Regions from separate parts of the Mus musculus genome. Here region 2 is linked to region 1. A link is a contact called in public HiChIP or PLAC-seq data. All regions are on one chromosome and are shown on one strand. The core of a region is the stretch at or near the end of the contact, and the rest is flanking DNA. Distances in the headings are between cores, read along the strand shown.

The links. HiChIP or PLAC-seq counts read pairs in DNA pulled down with a chosen protein or histone mark.
Region 2: a contact with region 1 is called in an H3K27ac HiChIP or PLAC-seq map of microglia, with 5 times the contacts expected there. The contact joins two enhancer-like sites. A contact is called at or near these places in 1 of 15 datasets of contacts at CTCF or cohesin (the NIH/3T3 cell line), 3 of 115 datasets of contacts at active chromatin or transcription factors (embryonic stem cells, microglia and stem cell-derived neural progenitor cells) and 1 of 9 other capture datasets (adipose tissue).

What each region holds. Positions count from the first base shown.
Region 1 is chr6:54,616,774-54,621,042 of GRCm38.p6, forward strand. It overlaps Plekha8 (pleckstrin homology domain containing, family A (phosphoinositide binding specific) member 8), which reads left to right. Exons shown (of 14, transcript NM_001164361.1): 5 at 2,421-2,579; 6 at 3,499-3,539. Among named protein-coding and RNA genes, the nearest start is that of Plekha8, 24 kb to the left of the region's middle. Within about 2 kb of position 2,973, at least 6 of the 459 cell types and tissues checked have an H3K27ac peak or open chromatin away from gene starts, as enhancers often do. A contact at or near this core is called in microglia, where this site is marked.
Region 2 is chr6:54,954,429-54,958,212 of GRCm38.p6, forward strand. All of the region lies in intron 1 of Nod1 (nucleotide-binding oligomerization domain containing 1), which reads right to left. Among named protein-coding and RNA genes, the nearest start is that of Nod1, 16 kb to the right of the region's middle. Within about 2 kb of position 2,128, at least 136 of the 459 cell types and tissues checked have an H3K27ac peak or open chromatin away from gene starts, as enhancers often do. A contact at or near this core is called in microglia, where this site is marked.

The DNA.
Region 1 (4,269 bases), core at 1,723-4,222:
GTGACGTTACTGACACTATTCACAAAGGTAGTGTCAGATCGTCTATGGGCATTTATTCTCCAGTAATTGCTGTTTTTAGAAGAGCGTGGCAGAGTTCAACACAGAAACGCGTGCTTCCTCCCCTTGAAGGGATTTAGGATTAATCTACAACATCTGAGATCTTTAGCTTTAGTACCAAAGGAAAAAAGACGTTACTAAAATATGTTTCCTCCCAGTCAGCCTCCCTTTTTAAACCCCGACCTGTTTGCTTATGAATGATTCCTGAGGTGTCAGCGTGCTGTCTATCGTGCTGTGCCTGTTGCTCTTGCTGAGACTGGCAGGCAGGGTTGCACTCTGTTACAGGAAGTGTGCCCTGAAACAGCCCCATGCTCCCAGAGGTGGGGACAGGACTCCACCTTGCTTTCAGGTGATGTTTCACCATCACCAGCAAGGGTTGTGATTTTTGTCTTGTCCGTCCATCTGCCCGCCCGCCCTCCCTCCCCCCTTCCTTCCTTCCTTCCTTCCTTCCTTCCTTCCTTCCTTCCTTCCTTCCTGTCTTCCCTTCTTCCTTTCTTTTTTCCTTAAGATAGGATTCACTATGTAGTCAGACCAGTTTGGCACTCCAGATTCCTAGTGAAGCTTCCTGAGTGCTGGGTGCTGGGATTATAGACGCGTGCCACCATGCCCAGCTAAGGACTGACAGCTTCAGCACGGATTTGTTAATAAGGCTGCCATTAGCTCATCCTAAAGCACCAGAGAAAGCTGTTAGGCTGTGTGTGAAATCACTTGCCTTGACTGAGAGCAGCTGTGAGCTACAGCTTGAGGAATGCAGATGGTATGTATACATAAGAGTGGACTGGAGAGATGGCTCAGCAGTTAAGAGCACTGACTGCTCTTCCACAGATCATGAGTTCAATTCCCAGCAACCACATGGTGGCTCACAAGCATCTGTAATAGGATCTGATGCCCTCTCCTGGTGTGTCTGAAGACAGCTACAGTGTACTCACATATATAAAATAAATAAATCTTAAAAAAAAAGTGTTAACTCATTCTCTTAAGCATTGGAACACCATGGTACTAATACTGTTCTGAAATCTTGTTGATAAAACTGGTTTAACTCACTTTCATTCACTTCCTTTGGCTTCATCAACTGTCTATTGTGGGTAGGATATTGTGTTTGTGGAGGAGGGAGAAACAGATAAAAGCCATTTCATCCCTTTTCTTGCAAGGTCTATAGTCTAGAGCAAGGACAGTCTGAATGTCAGGATTGAGGAAGTATCATTGTTGTTTAGTGTTTAGAAGCCAGGGGTGCTGCTAAGCATAATGAGCAGAATTGTGCCTCACTCCTGCATACGGACAAACTGACTGACCCACCGACCAACCAACTGTCTTAGTCACTATACTATTGCTGTGAAGAGATACCATGACCAGGGCAGTACTTATAAGCTTGTAAATGCTAAGTTAAGCTAAGCATTTAGTTGAGGGCTTGCTTATAGTTTCAGAGGTTTAGTCCATTATCACCATGACAGGGAGCACAGCGGTGTGCAGGCTGATACGATACTGCAGAAGTAGCTGAAAGTTGTACATCTGGATCCACAGGTATCAGGAAGGGAGAGACACTGGACCTGGGTTGGGCTTTTGAAAGTTCAAAGCCTACCCACAGTGACACACACACTCTAATAAGGCCACACTTCCCAATTCCTCTCAAGTAAATGCCACTGTGATGACTAAGCATTCACATATATGAGCCTAAGGGGCCATTCCTATTGAAACGCCACACAAACATACACACATACTAACCAACCCAAAGTCTCAGTGGTGCCAAGGTAAGAAGCCTGCTCTAGACAGATGGGAAATCCTGGGCACAGCTCTGTAATTGAAGAAAATGCTCACAGTGAGAGCCTTGGGATCTTCATTCACAATCACAGCATCACCGGGGACCTTTATTAGAAATCCACGTCATCGCCTTGATCCCTAGTCAAGAGTGCGGTTTCAGAAATGTCATGAACAACTTACTAATATCAACATCCAGAAGCAAAACACCCAGAAAATTAAACTACCTTAAAGACAAAAGTACCTACTAGGTGTTTAAATGAATTTTGGTTGCCTCAAGCCCTGCAGTCATCTGCTGAGCAAATGATGCACAGTGCCTGCATCTGTGCCCAGCACCTAGCATGGTGCTAGCGTGGAATCCAGAGGCAAAAGAAGCTGCCATTAGCTGGAACAGTGGGCAAATAGATTGTCAGAATAGCAAGATGTATACGAAAATGGATAACTTGGCCTAATTGGTTTTTGTTGTTTATCACTGATATGCATATTTATCCAGCAACATGTTGGTTGGGTACATTAGCACTGTGCGTGAATATAAACCTTTCAGGATGTAACTCCATTGAGTTTCTCATTTTGTAGCCAGACAAAATTTTCTTCTGGTTGTTACATAGGAGGGAATTGATGTGGGAACCCTGCTAAAATCGACCTGCAACACTTTCCTGAAGACCTTGGAAGAATGCATGCAGATTGCAAACGCAGCCTTTACCTCCGAACTGCTTTACCATACACCCCCAGGGTCCCCTCAACTAGCGGTGCTTAAGTCCAGCAAGGTAAAAGCCCAGCTCCCTTTCTGTCCCGCAGCCCTGTGGCAAAGTTTAAGGATATACATTGTCATGCCTGTTTGAGAGTAGTTTGCTTTCTGTCCACTTTTGTGTCTGTCTTTGGTCCCATGTCTAGTTTGGGTATTTTTAGCAGTTTGACCCCACATAGTTTTCTACTCTAACCTCTTCTCTCTAACTTCCTAGAGTCTTCCCTAGATCAGTGCTATCCTACCTAGTCACGGTCAGCCTGACCCCTCCATTAGCCAAGAGTAATGAGTGTGAATTGGATTTTATCTAAAGCTTTTGGTCATTTCCTCATGGCCTGTAAGCTAAGACCAAGCTTCGTAACCTCTCCCTGTGTCAGCTGCTCCCCTCCTCCCCCGCGCCCCTCCCCGTGCCTAGCCTGAATGTGCCATTGCTTATGCCATCTTCCGGTGCTGAGCATGCTGTCGCTGTCTCTGCTTCTCTCTTGGTCAGCCCCTATTTATCTTCCCTTAGTCTTCTCTCAGTGCCTAGGTTGGGCTAAGAGGACCTCCTCTCATACACTCCCTGTTTCAGCTCTAACTTCTACTGAAGTTGGCTTAAGGGCAGAAATTCTGTCTGTAATGCTTACCTTCATATCTTTAGTGTTAGATACAATACTGCAGCACAATTTGCTGCCAATGCTAAAAACAGCTAACACACTATAAAGAAAGCTAGTCATTAGGAATTGGGCTGTGGTAGTGAGATCTTTCAAACCCCTGTCTTCCTTTCCTAAGAGATTTGGGTGCACCTTTATTGGACGAGACCTAGGAGTCTTTCTTTCCTTGAGGAGGGCAATATACACTCTGTCTCTGGTGACCACTTTCTTATGTGATGACATTCTAAATAACACTCTGTTGAAGGTTGAACACATAAACTTTCATTTCTTTGTTTTCTCTTTTTAAAGATGAAACATCCCATCATACCAATTCATAATTCGTTGGAAAGGTATAGTAACTTTTATTTTTCTTCTTTCTAAAAGTTAAAAGTCACTGTGTTCCTTGTTTTTAAAAAAAGGAGTGGTATAGTGACGGTGGTTTGTGATGGTGTCAGAAGCAAATGACCTGACTTCCATCTGAGACGCTGAACCACAAGTGGATTTGGCAGAAATGAGCAGATGTGGCCATTTCCCTAGGAAATGAGTCTTGTCAGCACATCTACTAACTTAGTCTGTCTAGAGTTGCTGAGGCTTGGAACTTTTCTTGAAGAAGAGCTGAATGTTGATTTCAACGTGCCTTTCCCCAGGGAACATAGTATTGTTGCTCTGTCTCATTTAGAGATGGAGTCTTAGTAGCACATAATTCAGAAGATAACTTGCTAGCAAAATATAAACTACACTTGATTTTTTGCCAAAAGGCCATGAAACGATACAAAATATAAACTAATACCATTCCTCTAAATGATTCTTTGATTTAAAAACATGTATACAGTATAGACAACTGCAAGTTTATGTAGCTCAGAGGTACAGTGCTCATCTAGCATGTGTGTGCCCTTGAGTCTGATCTAAGTGTCACCAAGAATGGAAACGCTTCCCGTCTCACTACTGTCAGGTCTTTACTTATAAAAATAAAATAGAATAAAATAGTGTGGCACTTCTGTGAATTGACACAGTACAGATTATCCTTTTAAATTGTTAACAGTCCATCCTTTGATATGCTATGTACGTGTATGCGTTTTG
Region 2 (3,784 bases), core at 878-3,377, 340 kb after region 1:
GACTGGCCAGCCCTCAGGGCCAATTCTCACTACCTTTAATCCATGGTGTCAGTCATGGGATTAGTGAGGAAAAAAAGGCATGAGTTTGAAGGAGAGTGAGGAAGGATAATACAGAACATTTTGGAAGGGGAAAAAAGGAACAGAGAAATACTATAATTATATTATAATCTCAAAAACATTTTAAAGTGCTTTGAAAATGTATATTGTGAGATCAAAAAATAAAAAATGTATAACCATAACTGACTAGCTCAATAAATAAATTATCGTCAAAGAAACAGAGGGCAAGAACTGTAACAGCAGCAAGTCATTGCAAGGGATGAGGTGGCTCTGGAAGCCTGTGAGAAAAGTGGAAGCTGAAGCCCAGAGTGGAAACTTTCTCTTGAAATGCTCACAAGTGTGAGAGAACAGGGAAAGGCCGCGGTTCTTCCCGGGTGAGTCAGCGTGTTTAGAAGGCTGGGGAAAGGAGGTTGAGCAACTGCCTTCATTCCACTTGACCCAACTCTTATCAACTGGGAGTGGGCTTTTAACCAGGCTTCTCTTTCCGTGCCTGCAATTCCCACAAACATGGTCCCTCGGCTTCCCAGGCTTTTCCTGTAATTTCCACCACGGGCTCTTCACAGTTCACCAGCAAAAGGGGACACTCTCTCCTGATTTCTGACCACCTGAACAAAGCCACAGGTTCATGACCCCTAGCTGGCAAAGAGGTGCTTTTTTGTAATTTTCAGAGGGCAGTGAGCTCTCTTTGGCAGGAAGTTAAGGAAGTTATGGTGGACATAAAAAAGGAAACAAAGAAAAACATTGCCTAATAAACCAAAGCCAGAGATAGAGCAAACTGCCATGAGACACCTCAGAGAGAGTGACCAAGCATGAGCTGGTGCCACCAGAAACAGAGAGCCAAGCGTCTCCCAGGTCACAACCTGCCAAACGGTGGGCCCTGGGGTGCCAGTGGAAGGCAAGGGAGCTGAGGGTAGATAGTAGTAGGGACAGCAGAGGAGTAAGGGAAAGGGAGGGCTGGAGAAGGGGGGGGGGAGAGGAAAGGGTGGAGAAGAGGCAGGAGGAATGGCAGAGGTTGACTTTACAGAGCTAGGCCACTCTGTAGGGGGAGGTTTTCCCAGCTCTATATATGGAGCCTTGAGGATGGGAGTTGAAGGGAGATCCTGTCCAGACAGCCCAAGGAAACAACCAAAGAAACAAATTAAGGCCGTGGATGTGGCCTGAAAATGAGACCTCGGGCAGCAGAACGCAGGGTGGGACATGAAATAGAAAAATTAGGATAAAATATGCAGGTGGTAGATGCAATTTTGCAACTCTGTACTCTTGAAATAGAAACCTACTGCCCTTTGTCAGTACATAGCCTGATTGCAACTTAGTTCCCTGTCAGTTCCTTCTGCCCAGAAGCTACAGTTTTAATGAAGCAGTTTTCTAGTCTTGTATATAACACCTTGCTTGGTCCAATGTCTACAATGCTAGGACCATAACATCCCACCACTGGGTATCACTGTCAGTACAATGGCTTTCCCCATCACATTCCTAAATTCTTGCCAGAGGTACATGAGAGGTCCTGTTAAGGTGTGCTATAAAGAGTGTTCTCTTTTTCTAGACTTTGCACTCCAAGTTAAGAGTCAATGGTGCAAAGTAATTAGGCAATGTTACTGTCAGAATTCACACATGAGAGGTGTTACCCACAGTTAGGGGGAAGCTAGAAGAGGTTTTCTGCTGTGTGACCTCCACTGTTGGTAGGTTTGAAGTCAACTGAGAGCAGGTGTTATGGTGTCACTCTCACAAACTGAGGGAGCTTTCCAAGGACATTTTATAGGACCAGGTTTTATCTTAGTAACATCTAACTTTGAGGGCTTTGAGATCTATCAGAGGACATATGTGTGACATATTGAATGGCACTAGTTTTAGCTGATGGAGTGGAAAGATTGCTCTCAAGCACTCTGGACTTGTGGCCTCATCTGATGTCTTAACAAAGCTGTTGAGAGTCCACAGACAAAAATGAGCCAAGGGCTCAGGGTTTGCTTTTATTTTTCTCCCTTTCCTTGTGGTGAGCTGATACTGCTCAACACTAGGCATCAACAGCCTTGAGAAGTGTCTTTAGCAACTTCCCTTTCTAAGAAATCTGCCCTGTGAGGAGAATCAGAAGTTCTGACAGGGTTTTGGTTTTGTTTCATTCCAACAAGGCCCCTGCTGTTGACAGTGAGAAAGGAGTTGGCAGTTCCCAGAGGAATTGAATGACTGAGTCAGAGCAGTGTCTACAGACACATAACTCAGCACCAGGCACATGTGAGTGCAATAAAATACATCACTGCTGTCAGATTCAAGGCTGAGGAAAGTCAGACTCAATAAAACAGAATACACTGTATGGCTCTGTGTAGAAGCCGAGAGATGGTAGCTGGGAGACACGGGTTGCAAAACAACAGCCATGCAAACTCCTGGGGACATAGAAATATCTTGAGTGAGAGCTCTATGTATGTGTGTGTGTGTGTGTAGTGTATGTGTAGTGTGTGTGTGTAGTGTGTGTGTGTGTGTGTGTGTGTGTGTGTAGTGTGTAGTGTGTAGTGTGTAGTGTGTAGTGTGTGTGTGTATAGTGTGTATACATTTGTGAATTCCACATTCTCAGATTCAACCAACCATGGATCAAGAATATTCAGAAAAATATCGCACCTCACTAAACATGGAAGAATTTGTAGATTTTTCCTTGTCATTGTTTCTTGAATCGAATGCTATAACCACTTTTATAGCACTTACAATGCATTAGGTGTCATAAAAATCTAAAGATGATTTAAATTTTCAGGATGGTATGTGTAGGTATATGAAGATAATCACTCTGTCTTGTATCAGGGATTTGAGCACTGGTGGATTTTGTTTTCCTTGGAGTATCCTGACACTGATCCCTGCAGACACTGAGGGAAGAGCATATATATAAACACACACACACACACACACACACACACACACACACACACACATGCATATTTGCCAAGTGTCATCAACCTATATTTTTCAAATCTGAAATGTTCTATGAGCATTATGTTTGTTTTAGTTTCATGTTAAGAGAGAGCCTTACTGTGTACTGCATTGTGGCCTCGAGCTCTCAAGATCCTTCTGCCTGGGTCTCCCATACGTCAGGGATAAAAGCATGCACCACCATGCCTAGCTGAAAAGCACTGCTTTATATTATACAGCAGTAACTTACGGATTGCCATTTAAAAGTAGCAATCTACTTTTTTGGGTTGAATCAAGAAGAGAACACTCAAAGAAGTCATTCCCCATCAGCCCCAGTGGCCTTATGACTCTGCCCTTTCCTGACACGCCCTGCTGTTGGGAACCTTCATTCATTCTTTTGAAACTCTGTATTTTTCCAAATAAATCGCCCCAGCTTTCTCCAAGTTGCTGTTGCAATACCAGAGGACGAGATTACAGATTGAGACGAGCCTTTCCCAGAAAACTATTCTGTAACAGCATAGCAGATGCTAATTAGAGTTACACCCCAAGTTGTTGTTACGTGGCCCGGCCATCTTACAAGCACTTCTGTATAAAGGCTGGCCATAAGCACCAATGTAAGCCAAAGCAAGCCAGGCCAGTGTTCGAATCCGGCCACCCACTCTACTTCTTCCCCAGTCCTGACTCCTCCTCCTCAAGCGCCTTCCCTGGAGTGAGAGCTCATAAGAAGCCTGTGACTCAGGGACTGTGGCTGTCACAGAAAGAGGACACAGAAAGGCCTGGTGTGGGAAGCAATGACTTTGCTGACCATGTGGCAGTTTATACAGCCTTGCCCCCT